Linked DNA regions of Sus scrofa: all the other regions are linked to region 3. Evidence: chromatin contacts called from public Hi-C, HiChIP or PLAC-seq and promoter capture Hi-C data. All regions are on one chromosome and are shown on one strand. The core of a region is the stretch at or near the end of the contact, and the rest is flanking DNA. Distances in the headings are between cores, read along the strand shown. Region 1 holds the start of MKRN1 (E3 ubiquitin-protein ligase makorin-1). Region 2 has its middle 58 kb from the start of RAB19. Region 3 holds the start of KDM7A (lysine-specific demethylase 7A). Region 4 overlaps SLC37A3 (solute carrier family 37 member 3).

What was found. Promoter capture Hi-C pulls out the DNA fragments that hold promoters and counts their contacts. A called contact is a pair of places that touch in the nucleus more often than the background predicts. HiChIP or PLAC-seq counts read pairs in DNA pulled down with a chosen protein or histone mark.
Region 1: a contact with region 3 is called in a promoter capture Hi-C map of fetal liver, with 2.4 times the contacts expected there. The contact joins the promoter of MKRN1 here to the promoter of KDM7A in region 3. A contact is called at or near these places in 1 of 5 promoter capture datasets (fetal liver) and 1 of 47 Hi-C or Micro-C datasets (embryonic fibroblasts).
Region 2: an H3K27ac HiChIP or PLAC-seq map of alveolar macrophages shows a contact between it and region 3. The contact joins the enhancer-like site here to the promoter of KDM7A in region 3. A contact is called at or near these places in 3 of 5 promoter capture datasets (fetal liver, fetal skeletal muscle and liver), 6 of 47 Hi-C or Micro-C datasets (alveolar macrophages, embryonic fibroblasts, mesenteric adipose tissue and 3 more) and 2 of 2 datasets of contacts at active chromatin or transcription factors (alveolar macrophages and skeletal muscle).
Region 4: a Hi-C map of skeletal muscle shows a contact between it and region 3, with 2.3 times the contacts expected there. The contact joins the enhancer-like site here to the promoter of KDM7A in region 3. A contact is called at or near these places in 2 of 5 promoter capture datasets (fetal liver and liver), 2 of 47 Hi-C or Micro-C datasets (brain and skeletal muscle) and 2 of 2 datasets of contacts at active chromatin or transcription factors (alveolar macrophages and skeletal muscle).

What each region holds. Positions count from the first base shown.
Region 1 is chr18:9,331,735-9,334,886 of Sscrofa11.1, forward strand. It overlaps MKRN1 (E3 ubiquitin-protein ligase makorin-1), which reads left to right and starts at 1,903. Exons shown (of 8, transcript XM_003134608.4): 1 at 1,903-2,331. The coding sequence starts at 2,147.
Region 2 is chr18:9,447,488-9,450,589 of Sscrofa11.1, forward strand. No RefSeq gene overlaps it. Among named protein-coding and RNA genes, the nearest start is that of RAB19, 58 kb to the left of the region's middle. Within about 2 kb of position 1,279, at least 2 of the 83 cell types and tissues checked have an H3K27ac peak or open chromatin away from gene starts, as enhancers often do. A contact at or near this core is called in alveolar macrophages, where this site is marked.
Region 3 is chr18:9,580,128-9,583,436 of Sscrofa11.1, forward strand. It overlaps KDM7A (lysine-specific demethylase 7A), which reads left to right and starts at 1,341. Exons shown (of 20, transcript XM_003134614.4): 1 at 1,341-1,666. The coding sequence starts at 1,473.
Region 4 is chr18:9,424,810-9,428,036 of Sscrofa11.1, forward strand. It overlaps SLC37A3 (solute carrier family 37 member 3), which reads left to right. Exons shown (of 10, transcript NM_001244154.1): 10 at 1,133-1,599. The coding sequence ends at 1,321. Among named protein-coding and RNA genes, the nearest start is that of RAB19, 35 kb to the left of the region's middle. Within about 2 kb of position 1,337, at least 2 of the 83 cell types and tissues checked have an H3K27ac peak or open chromatin away from gene starts, as enhancers often do. A contact at or near this core is called in skeletal muscle, where this site is marked.

The DNA.
Region 1 (3,152 bases), core at 653-3,152, 250 kb before region 3:
CCAGGGATCCAGCCCCCATCCTCATGGATGCTAGTCGAGTTCATTACTGCAGAGCCACAAAGGGAACTCCTCAAAGCACAGAGACTCTTGAAAAGCAAATTTAAGGGCTTATGAAAAACTGCTCAGGATTTAATACTGCAGCATCTGAGTAGATGGTGGGCATTAACAGGGAAGTAGGGGTAAATATGTTTTAATTGTCCTTGTTTTATTTTTTTATATTTTTTAGGTCTGCCCCCGTGGTATATGGAAGTTCCCAGGCTAGGGGTCAAATCCGAGCTTCAGCTGTTGGCCTACACCACAGCCACAGCAATGCCAGATCCAAACTGCATAGTGTCTGCAAACTACACCACAGCTCATGTTATTCCTGGATCTTTAACCCACTAAGTGAGGCCAGGGACTGAACCCGGGTCCATTGCTAGTTGAGTTCATTAAGCACTGAGCCACAGCGGGAATTCCTATTTTTCCTTGTTTTAGAAATAACTCTTAGAAGCTGGGATGTGTCAGACAGCTTTTGTTCTTGTCTATTAAGTTAAAACTGCAGTGTGAAGCACCATTCTAAGGGTTTTACATGGACTCTCATTTAATTTTCACAACCATCTCTGGGTAGGTACAGCTATTCTTATTTTAATATTGTTGAAACCGAGCAGGACTCTGTGGGGCTCCTGGGCAGAAAAGCCTTTCAGTGTCCCTCACTTCTTGTTTTTAGAAAATAGGTCTGATTCAGCCTCCAGGACCTTCCCTGAATCCCTGAAGGGCAGGTTCAAAAGTTGCTAATTAGGGAAGAGAGGGGGGGGATGCAGAGACCAGGGAGGAGCAGTCAAGAAACAATAGTGTAGCCTTGGGGCAGGGTCTTGGTTCCTCCTCCAGGAATATACATAACAATATCTTTGAGCTCTTCTGCAGAACTAAAACCCCCAATAAGTGAAAGATGTTAACTACTTGATGAAGCATTCTTGTTCCAGAAAGGAGGACCATCGGAACCAGTCCTGAGGCCACTAAACACCAGCTTAGAAGAAGAATATAAGCTTGCGTTTACACTGATCCTTATATGTAGCCTTATTTTCCACTCCCCAACTATAAAACTACCTCCAATTCTCTTCCAGACTTTAGACCTTTAACCTGCTGTGGTCTCCTTTGCCTGGCAAAGTAATAAAGATTTTTTTTCCCTATCTCCCCGCCTCCACATTTCTATTTGGCACCAGTGGACAGAGTTTCTGCAACATCACTTCTTTTACAGATGGAAAGCAGGAGCATTAAGGTAAGTTGGCTTGCTCCAAAACACGTTGCTGGGTCTGGGCAGAAGCCTAGAAGTGACAGACAGCTGACTCCACAGACTTTGCTTAGCCATCTTGCTATTCTCTTGGATTTAAGGGATAACACTTTTTATGTGTGTGCCCCAGGCAAGTGGACGTTCCTGGGCCAGGGATCAAACCCTATCCACAGCAGCAACCTGGGCAGTGCAGTGACAACGATAGATCCTTAACCTGCTGGATGACGAGGGAACTCCACGGAGAGAACATTATTAACAACTTTGGTTGAAAGGAGAAGACGTGTTCAGTCCCGCCAGGCGCTATGTTCAGTGACTGCGATACATACCTACCACATAGCAACCCTATGTGGTAGGACCTACTCATCCCCATTTGATATAAGGAACCTGAAGCCGGGAGAAAATTGGTATCTAGCCCAAGTTCACAGTGTAGAGCCTGGAAAGTCTGGATTCAAACCCAGAACCCCAGTCCCACTCCCCCCCTCCACTGCATCAGGCACCCTGGGGGAAGTGTTCTGGGTCAGAGCCCTGCAAAGTGAGGACTTTGGTTCCCTAGACTTGAAGCCTGGGGGCAGTAGTGGGTAGCTGAGGGGAGGGGCAGCCTGGGGAAGCCCGCCCCAGCCCCGCCCCTCTCAGGCGGAGCTGCCTCGCCCACCAATCAGCGCGCTGGGGGGGCGTGCCCGGGGGGCTCTCCAGCTCTGGCCCGCACTTCGAGCTGCGAGAAAGCTCCGAGACGCGACGCGGGGCCGCGGGGAGCGAGCGGCCGCCTCAGTGTCCTTCCCCTCCCTACCCCTGGCCTCGCCGCCTTCTCCCCGCAGCCGGACCGGAACTATGTGATCCCGGAAGTTCCGGCGCCATTGCTGTGTGGGATAAACAGTAATGGCGGAGGCTGCAGCTCCCGGAACAACAGCCACAACACCCGGAGCAGGAGCGGCAGCAGCGGCGGTGGCAGCGGCCTCCCCCACCCCTATCCCCGCAGTCACCTCCCCGTCCCCGGGGGCGGGGGGCGGGGGAGGCGGCAGCGACAGCGGCGGCGGCGGCTGGACTAAACAGGTCACCTGCAGGTGAGACGCAGCGCTGCCGGGCGCGGGGAGGGGGCCGAGACTGCGGAGGAAGGGGCGGGCGGAGGTGGGAGGGGAGCCGGCGTTTCGCAGCCGCTACTGCGGTGCCGGCGTTGCTCTCGCCGCGGCTGCCGGCGTTGCTGTCGCCGCCGCCGCCGCCGCCGCGGCCTCGCTGCCCGCGCTGCGTCAACCCCCGCAGGGCGCCGCGGCCGGGGCGCGCGCGGCGTCGCTGCGGGTCCCCGCACCGCCCGCCGCCTCCCCGCGCTCGGCGGAGCGGCGCGCACAGGCAGAGGTAGGGTGACTCCTCCCTCCTTTTTATTGTCGCCGGATCCGCCGCTCCCTATCCCCAGCTTGCAGGTTCGGGAAGGGGCTTGGCGGTGTCGCTTGGAGCCCGCCTCCCCGCAACCTTGCGAGGCCGGGGAAAGTCGCCGCGTGTCCCGGCTAGGTGGCCTTGCTGCCGGCTCCGCCGCCGTGTCATCCGTTTCTAACGTCTTTCTCGGGTGCCCTCGCCCCCCACCCCCTGGAGCGGTAGCTTTTGTTATTTCTTCTTTGTATGTTTATTGAGGTTGGTGGTTCTGATCTTTGTCTCAGAACCGAGTGCCGGGCCGTGTCCTCTCCTCCGCTTTAGGATTTACGTGCTGCCATTCCCGTCCCCCGGGAAAGGGTTTTTTTCTTTTGAAATCCACGCATCTTCTTAAGGGAGCCTAGGGAGCTCGTCCCTCCCCAAGGAGAGAGATTTGGTTGGGATGTCAGATGACAATATTTGAAAAAACAAAGTGATTAGAGGAGGAGGGCTGTACGGATATGTGTAAACATGTAAACAG
Region 2 (3,102 bases), core at 29-2,528, 130 kb before region 3:
AATTTTACTTTTATTTTTTATTTTTTTAGCTTTTTAAATATTTTCAGCTTTTTATGCTTCTTATCTTAAATTTTTACTCTTATTTTTAACTTTTTTTGCTTTTTTTTTTTTTTAGGGCCGCCCCTGTGACATGTGAAGGTTTCCAGGCTAGGGAATGAATCAGAGGTACAGCTGCCAGCCTACACCACAGCCACAGCAATGCAGGATCCGAGCCGTGTCTGTGACCTACACCACAGCTCATGGCAATGCCAGATTCTTAACCCATTGAGCGAGGCCAGGGATCGAACCCGCAACCTCATGGTTCCTAGTCGTGTTCGTTTCCCCTGCGCCCCAATAGGAACTCCTCTTAAATTTTTTTTTTTTTATTATTTTCCCACTGTACAGCAAGGGGGTCAGGTCATCCTTAGATGTATACATTGCAGTTACAGTTTTTTCCCCCACCCTTTCTTCTGTTGCGACATGAGTATCTAGACATAGTTCTCAATGCTATTCAGCAGGATCTCCTTATAAATCTATTCTAGGTTGTGTCTGATAAGTTAAATTTTTATTGAAGCTATTCCCCCAGGCATTGGTTGCTTGCTTGCTTCCTTTCTTGCTTTTTAGGGCCCTATCCATAGCATGTGGAAGTTCCCAGCTAGGGTTTGAATCAGAGCTGCAGCTGCCAGCCTATGCCACAGCCACAGCAATGCCATATCTGAGCCTTGGCTGTGACCTATACCACAGCTCACGGCAACGCCGGATCCTCTAACCCCCTGAGTGAGGCCAGGGATCAAACCCGTGTCCTCATGGATACTAGTCAGGCTCATTATCACTGAGCCATGACGGGAACTCCCAGCCATTGCTTTCTCATTAAAGCTGGCAGGCTCCATTCTTGACTTTTGATGCTGTTAACTGCTTTCTTACTCTTTGAATTCTACTTTCTACTTTCTCTCCATTCTGACGTCTCCTTTTCCTCCTAATCCTCAATTCTAAGAAAACTCTCTAGGCAACATCTTCTGTGTTCCAGACACTCTGGTTCATACTCTATTTTTAGCTTTGTCATCTCCCATCTGTGAAACTCTAGGAAGTCAGGACTATTGTAAGATGCTCTTACCTAGAAGGAAAAAAAAGAAAGAAAGTCAGAACTACCTTCTCATCATTTTGAACAATCCTCTCATAAAGTCCTGGTAAGTGGGAGGTAGAACTTAATGAAGGTTTCATTTCCTCTGTTCTAGTTCCATTACTTCTTTTTTTCTTTTTCATTTTTGGGCCACACCCATGGCATGTGAAAGTTACAGAGCCAGGGATTGAACCTGAGCCATAGCAATGACAACGCAGGATCCTTAACGCACTAAGCCACCAGGGAACTCCTCCAGTTCTGCTTTTACAAAGTTCATTTTCTCATATGTTTCTAAAACATCCCAATGTCTACTAAATTTTTCTCTCTAGCCCCAATTTGTTACTCATTTTCCAATCTTCAATTGCCTGGCAATCACCACGATACCCTGCTGGCAGCCCAGCGGAATAGATTTCATTTTCTCACCAGTCCCTGCAAACCCACTTCCCACATAGCTTTCCTGGTGGTCTTTCTTTGATACACTGCTTGCAACATTTCTGAGTAACCTTAGGCATCAGCACACATTTTGATCCTTATTCATTAAGTGGTTCTCTCTGATTACTGGCCTGGGAGTCTCCACTGTACCCTAATTCTCACATTTTGTGCTTTGTCTTTAACCGTCAGTGGCAACCTCATCCTCCCAGGCTCACAGCCTTAAAGATATTTATTTTTGTCTTTTTTTTTAGGGCCACACCCGCGGCACATGGAAGTTCCCAGCTAGGGGTCGAATCCGAGCGGGCAGCTTCGCTCCTACGCCACAGCCACAGCCACGTGGGATCCAAGGTGTGTCGGGGACCTGCACTACAGCTCACAGCAATGCCGGCTCCTTAACCCACTGAGTGAGGCCAGGGACTGAACCTGCATCCTCATGGATACTTGTCAGGTTCATTACTACCAAGCCATGACGGGAACTCCCAAGGATGCTTCTTGACACGTCTTTTCCTCTCTCCTTTCCTCAGGCTCTGGGCTTCCCTGATTCCTTCTGTTCTTTCTCGCTTACTTTTCTCACTCATCTTTCACGTTGTTTTCTAAGCCACTTTCCTCTCTCCAAAGGCCTTATTTTTGGCGTTCCCCCGTCTAGTCAGCCCTGCTCCAGCTTGCTCCATGCTCAGCTCTTAGAATAATCTTGTTACTCAGTATTTTTGTGTTATTCTGCGCAGGTATCAAAAGGGTCTTGTTTCCTGCGTCAGTGTTGAGATCTTGTATGAATCCTCATCTCTAGCTAGAAAATCTGGGAGACCAGAGACCTTGAGGGTAAGTAGGAGCGACACCTCCCTTCCACAGATGTCTCGTTTGGGAAAGTTCTGAACATCTGAACATCACTTTTTTTTTTTTTTTTTTTTTTTTTTTGCTGCACATGTGGCATATGGAAGTTCCTGGGCCAGGGATCGAACTTGCAACCTGCACCACAGCTGTGGCAACGCCAGATCATTAACCCACCACTCCACACGGGAACTTCCTGAATTAAAGTAAAAAACCTTCCCGTGGTGGCTAAATAGTAAGGATCCACTAGGATCAATGAGGATTCGGGTTCGATCCCTGGCCTCGCTCAGTTGGTTAGGGATCTGGCATTGTCCTGAGCTGTGATGTGGGTTGCAGACATAGCTTGGATCCTGCATTGCTGTGGCTGTGGTGTAGGCCAGCAGCTACAGCTCTGATTTGACCCCTAGCCTGGGACCTTGCATATGCCTTAGGTGCAGCCCTAAAATGCAAAGTAAATAAATAAATAATTAAAAGCTTTATTGAGATATAATTTACACATATACAAGTCACCCATTTAAAATGTACAGTGGGAGTTCCCATTGTGGCCCAGCGGATTGAGACCTGACTAGTATCCACGAGGATGCAGGTTTGATCCCTGGCCTTGCTGAGTATGTTAAGGATCTGATGTCACAGACGTGCATCGGCTCAGATCCTATACCACTGTGGCTGTGCTGTAGGCCAGCAGCTGCAGCTCTGATTCAGCCCCTAGCCTGGGAACTTCCATATGCCACAGATGTGGCTCT
Region 3 (3,309 bases), core at 91-2,590:
TTCTCTTTTCACTAGTAGAAGTGTTTCAAACTCATTCATTCTGGGATTAACTCTGATTTCCAGGTTTTTCTTTTCCCAAAACATATGTGACAAGCAATAGAGCGGTAGAGAGAGGACTGGATACAGAATCGAACTTAAAAACTTTAGCTTAAGCTCATATCTGACACTTGAGGCAACTTAATTGCTTTCCTCAATTATAAAAAGATTAGAATAAATCAGTGATTTTCTGCCTGGGGCTGAGTGAGACCTGGAGCTATTGGGATTTTACCATTGATAGAAACGCCTGCGAAATTCAGCTACAAATATCTGATTCCATAATTCTTAACATCCCTTCCAATTTGCGTGGTTATGATTCCAAGGCAATTTTTCTCTATTCGGTATGTGCTAGCTGTTTTTATCCTTATCAATCACATCCTTCATTCAAAAACATTTATTAGTGGCCTATTATGTGCCAAGTACCGTATTATCTGGTTTTCGTGGCAGCCCCTTCCCGAGGCGTCATCACATTTAGAATTTTATCCCAACCTTCCAAACTTGGAACTCAGCGTTCGCGTCTCACGTTATTTATAAACACGCCGAGTTCCTCTCCGGTCCTTTCTCCACCCACTACATTTGAAGCCTGGCCCCTCTCGGCGCACAGACTGAATTAACTGAATTCCTCTTGGGAACAACCTCCTTCACCTACTAGTGGCTCCATCAACACTAATCTCCTGGCTAGTCGGTGGGAAATCGGCTGGGACGTTTTGGAAGTTTGAATGACTCCCCAGCACACTCCTGCCCATCTGCCGGGCATAACCCGCTCTCCGTGGTGTTAACCCTCGACTCGGACCCCGGAGGTCTCGGGGAGGCTGCTAGGTGACTTCGGGAGGTGGCTCCGGCAGCGTTCTCCTTTCCTCGGTTCTGCGGCTCTGAGCATAAACGCAGCGTGCGCCGCTTTCCACTGCGCAGGAACTTCCCCGGCCTCGGCGTTCACTCAGAAACCGAGAAGCCGGCTCTTCGCGCGCTCCCGCAGTTCTCCTCCTGCGGCCGCGCTCCCAGCGCCACAGCGCGTGTCCTCAGGGAGCCTCTGGCTCCCTCCGCCTCCCTCCGCCTCTCTCTCCGCCTCCCCCGCCCCGCGTGCCCTTCAGCCTGTCCCTCCGCCCGGCCGACGCGAGGGGAGCGCGGTGCGCGCGTCGGCGGCAGGAGGACGTGCGCGAGACGCACGGCCCCGCGCGGAGCGCCGGAAGGAGCCGGGCCGGGACCTCGCGCGTCGTGCGCGCGCCGCCGCCCGCCGCTGACCCGCCCCCCTTCGCCGGGCCGCGGCCTCGCGCGCGCGCGCACTGGGGCGCAGCCGCCGCCGCCGCCGCCGCCGCCGCCGCCGCCGGCGCCGCGGCTGCTGCTCCGGCTGCTGCAGGAGGCGGCGCTGGCTGGCGGCTGCGCTCGCTCCAGTCGGCGAGCGGAGCAGCGAGCGAGCGTGTGTGTGTTTTTTAAAGATGGCCGGAGCGGCGGCGGCGGTGGCCGCGGGAGCAGCAGCTGGAGCCGCCGCGGCAGCCGTGTCGGTGGCGGCTCCCGGCCGGGCCTCGGCTCCCCCGCCGCCCCCGCCGGTGTACTGTGTGTGCCGGCAGCCGTACGACGTGAACCGTTTCATGATCGAGTGCGATATCTGCAAGGACTGGTTCCACGGCAGGTAAATAAACCCCCTCTAGCCCCGCCGCCGCTGCCGCCGGCCACCGGCTAACCGCCGCCGTCGCCGCGCCGGCCGCCCGAGCCGCTCTCCGCTCGGCCGCCGCGCCGCGTCGAGCGCTCAGGGGCTCCGGCTCCTAGCCCTCGGCCCGGGCAGCGCGGCGCGCGGGGTCCCGGGCTCGCCGGGCGCCGGGCGGGCTGAGGGGGGCTGGTGGGATCGCCTGGCTGGGCGAAGAGTCGCCACAACAAACGGGAACAAAGGGGGCCGGCCGAGAAGTTGGCAGGGGGAGACCCGGGCGAGGGGACGCGGCCGGGGCAGGCGCCGGCGGAGGCGGCGGGCGGAGCGCCGGCCCGGCCCGCCGCCCCTCGCCGCGCCCGCAGCCCGGCCGCCGCCCCGCCCGGCCGCCCGCCCGCCCGGGACTCCCAGCCCGAAGTCGCCGCCCGGCCGGCCGCCCTCCCCGCCTTCCTTCCGGGCGGCGACCGGCTGGCCCCGGCCCGGGGTCTCCAGAAATTGCCCTCTTTCTGCGGGTCCCGGTCGCGCCCCCTTCCCCTGTCTTTATCAAACTTCCTCGGCCCCCGGGCTCTGGGACGGGGGCGTCGGCAGCGCCCGCCCGGTGGGGTTCCGCGGAGTAAACAGAGCAACAGATGAGGCACTTTCGGGGACTTGAAAGATGCCAGTCGGAAGTTTGGGCCGGGGGTCCCGAGCGGGGCGTCAGGTCGGCTGCGGTCGTGCCAACCACCCGTCACCCCGGCGCAGCCCGTCCCGGCGGGGGTGGAGCGGATGGAGTGGGCAGCGGGGCCCGGAGGCACAGCCTCTCGTCCCCGCCGCCCCCGGGCCGCCCCCGCGCCGCCGCTCAAACTTTACAGAGAGTGAAATTTCCCGTCGCCCGAAGGGCCGGCGACCCCCGGGCAGCCCGGGGCCAGCGCCCGGGGGCCTGGTGCAGGCGAACTTGCGCCGTTCGGTGGGGACTTGGGGTCGGGTGGCGGGGGCGGCGAGCGTCGCCTTGTGCCTCAGCCGCTGCCTGCGTTTGGGTTTGACGTTTGTGAGAGCTCGGGCCGCCTCCGCCGCCGAGCCGCCGACTCGTGTGTTTTGTAATCAAAGTGTGAGGCTAATAAAGGGCGGCGCCACAGCCTCTTGACTCCGGCGTGGGAGGGATTCGCAGGCATTTAAACAAAGAAACTAGTTGAGGTCGGGCTCCCAAAGTCCTTATTTGGGTGTTGTGGCAAAGCCTGCGGTCACCTTTAGGTGAAGCAGGTTTCCCCAGCACCGTTTGGCGGTGTATCTTGGCGAGAGTACGCTCCCGGGTAATAGCAGATATGGTGACTGTGATTGTAGGAAGTGTCCTTTGATTGACAGCAGGACATTTAAATACAGCCTCCGCTCCCCCCCTCCCCAATTTCGCAGAAACACCACACGACCAGGCCAGATGTCTTAGTCTCCCTCTGCTGGCCCTGGGAGAGAAAACCGGTTCAGCACAGCGTTCATGTCAGTGTTCAGTGCTAGATACAGTTAGTTTTGCTGAATTTTCAAGTACAGTTAGTTTTACTAATCAGTTTTCAGGTGGCACAATTCTGACAGCTGCAGAGGGGGAAACACTCAACAGATTGTCACTGCGAAAGAAGGACAGCGTCCTTATTTTGTATATC
Region 4 (3,227 bases), core at 87-2,586, 160 kb before region 3:
AAATAAAATTCAACAACGCGGCCTGGCTTTTGAGTCCTTCATCTTTTTTTTTTTTTTCTGTCTTTTGTCCTTGTAGGGCCACACTCGCAGCATATGGAGGTTCCCAGGCTAGGGGTTGAATCAGAGTTGTTGCGGCCCGCGGATGCCAGAGCCGCAGCAATGCGGGATCCGAGCCGTGCCTGCAACCTATACCACAGCTCACGGCAACGCCGGAGCCTTAACCCACTGAGTGAGGCTAGGGATCGAACCCGCAACCTCAAGGTTCCTAGTTGGATTCGTTAGCCAGTGAGCCACGACGGGAACTCCCTTGAGTCCTTCATCTTGATAGCACCTTTCCAAATCGGTTTTCTCCCGTTACCCCCAGCAGAAGCCCTCATCTCTCACCATGCAGAAGGCTTTCCGTCTCCCTCCCACCCAGTGCCTTTGCTGTAGTCGTTCTGGGAAGGATGGTCACTTGCTCTGATTATCAGCTCTTCCCTAAAGCCTCCTTCAACCTCTTTAGCTGTTTCCTTCCGTTTTGTTTTGTTTTTTTTATTGTTGTTGTTGTTGTTATTTGTTTGATTTTGGCACATTCAAGTTCCTGGGCCAGGGATTGAACCTGCACCCCAGCAGTGACATGAGCTGCTGCAGTAACAAGGCAAGGCCGCTTCTTAGCCCTTGGAGCCACTAGGGAACTCCTAGCTGTTGGCTTCTGAATTCCTGTGCATGTTTTCCTGTTGGGATTGAGCTGTCTCATTTATTTGGCTGCATGCTGCCTTTTATTATTCTTCTGTGTATGGTTTAGTCCCTCCCCCCAGCTAAACAATACCTTGGAGGGCAGCTCCTGTCTGTCGTGGGAGGCTTTGTGGTGTAAAGAGTGATACTTGGGGAGCTGGTTCTGGTTTCACAATCATCCTAGTAGCACTCAGTGTCCGAGAGACCTTAATTTTCCTCTCTGAAGCCCGTGTAGTCATTGGGAAGAACTCGTGAGAAAACACAGGTAAAACACTGGGCCTGGCACGTGGCACAGGCCGGGACCTCAGCTGTCCTTTCCTTCCCGGTCAGCCTGTCCTTCCCGCCCCCACCCCTGCCTCCAGTGACTGCCTCGAACCCGTGTCCCAGATGTGTCAGCTCACCTTGCTTCTCCCTCCAGTACGCCTTCCTGGTGACGGCGGCCGTGCAGTTTGCTGGTGGGATCGTCATCTTCTTTGGACTCCTGGTGTCCCCAGAGGAACTCGGTGAGGAGAAGCTGTCTCCTTCTGTCCAGAAGCTCTCACGGTTACGGGCGAAGAGACATCCGTGGCCAGGGCAGCCCAGCCCTTTCTTTCCAGGAGAACTGTGAGCTGTTTGCAGTGAATGAAAGGAGCAGTATTGCTGTTTGTGTCTCGCAGATGCCAAGGCTTCGCCTGGCCCGGCCACAGTGTTGGAGGGAGGGAGGCCCACGTTTTTATGGCTTCGGGGAAAACTCATCCGTCGCAAATGGGTTTGTAATGGAGACGCTGGCTAGATATGGGCGCGGATGTATTTTGAATTTCACTTCTTGAGACAGATTTCTTTTCCATCATGGAAATCATCTCGTGTACTGGTCTGTGGTTAAATACAGGACGTGTACAAGCAAAACCGCAGAAGTAAATGTGTACATTTCTTCTATCTTTTGAGTGTTATTAAAGAGACATGTCCGTTTAATGGTATACAATTAACTTTTTTTTTGTATGTAAGAGGGTATGATGTAGTTGAAAAAGCATTGCCTTGAAGCCAGATAAAGGAGCATTAGAGTCCTGGGTTTGTTGCTCAAGAGCTCTCTGACCTTAATTGACCTTGGACTCTGAACCGTCCTGGCTGCTTCTGTGAAATGGAGATGATTCGTAACATGGGTCCCATAAGTGGTGACGTCTGCATAGCACTTAGCACAGTGTTGGGCACCTGGGTGGCCCTCTGAACGTGCCTGTCACTGTTGTTTGTAGGTCTCCCGGGCATTGAGGCAGAAGAAAATTTTGAAGAAGACTCACACAGGCCATTAATGAATGGTGCTGAAAATGAAGATGAATCTGAGTCTAATTATTCAATCCAAGAAGGCAATCCTGTTACCCATGTCCAGGCAATAAGCTTTTACCAGGCTTGTTGCCTGCCTGGCGTTATACCGGTAAGGACTGTTCGAGTCTCCTCAGCACAGCTGCTGAGGTATTATTGCTGGACAGTAACTCTGCCTGGGCTAAAGCATCTTGAAGTATTTAGCTTCTCTTTGAGACTTTATTTTAGGAGTGTGTGTTCAGAGGAATATGTATAGTGGCCCTCAGCTTGTCTCTAAATTGGCACCACTTGAAATTTTTATCTGATATCTCATGTAGGAGTTGGCAGACTTTTTTTTTCTCTGTGCAGAGCCAGATGGTGAATGTTTTTAGCTTTGGGGGGGCTGGACAGTCTCTGCCCCAACTGCTCAACTCTAGAGCAGAAGAAGCCACGGACAGTATGGAACAAATGGACCTGGCCAGATTTGGCCCGTGAGCCCGAGTTTACTGACCCTGATCTAGTGTTCGAGTGAGAAGGCAAAATTGATATCTTAAAAATGTATACTTTTTGGCCTATGTGAATGAAGTATAAGAGAATCATAAGTAGACCAAGAGGGGTTTTGCTCTCTTTTTTTTTTTTTTTTTTAAAGGGCTACACCCAAGGCATATGAAAGTTTCCAGGTGAGGGGTTGAATCAGAGCTGCTGCTGTTGGCCTATACCACAGCCACAGCAACTCGGGATCCGAGCCGTGTCTGCGACCTACACCACAGCTCACGGCAACCCAGATCCCCGACCCCCTGAGCAAGGCCAGGGATCACACCTGCATCCTCATGGGTACTAGTCAGATTCGTTTCTGCTAGGCCAGAACGGGAACTCCCAAGAGGGGTTTTGAATGGATTGTTAAGTCTGCCTTTGCCTATATTCTTACCATTCTAGGGGGAAAAAGTTTGCCCTTCGAATAAGAAAAAAATCAGAGGAGAATACTCCACAGTGTTTCTTGGTAATGCATTCCAGTGTTTCCACAACCGTAACAGGTTTTTTCCTAACATCTAAACTGAATCCCTTCTGCTGCGGTTTTTCTGTCTTGGTGTTTTGGGCGCGCTAGCTCGGGATAGAAGAGGCCTAGGTTATGTGTCCAGCTTACCCACTAACTCTCTGTGAGGCCTGGGCTAAGTCACTCAGCCCGTCCCTGTGTCTCAGTTCCCCTGCCTGTGGAATAGGAGGTCCACCCGTCAGTC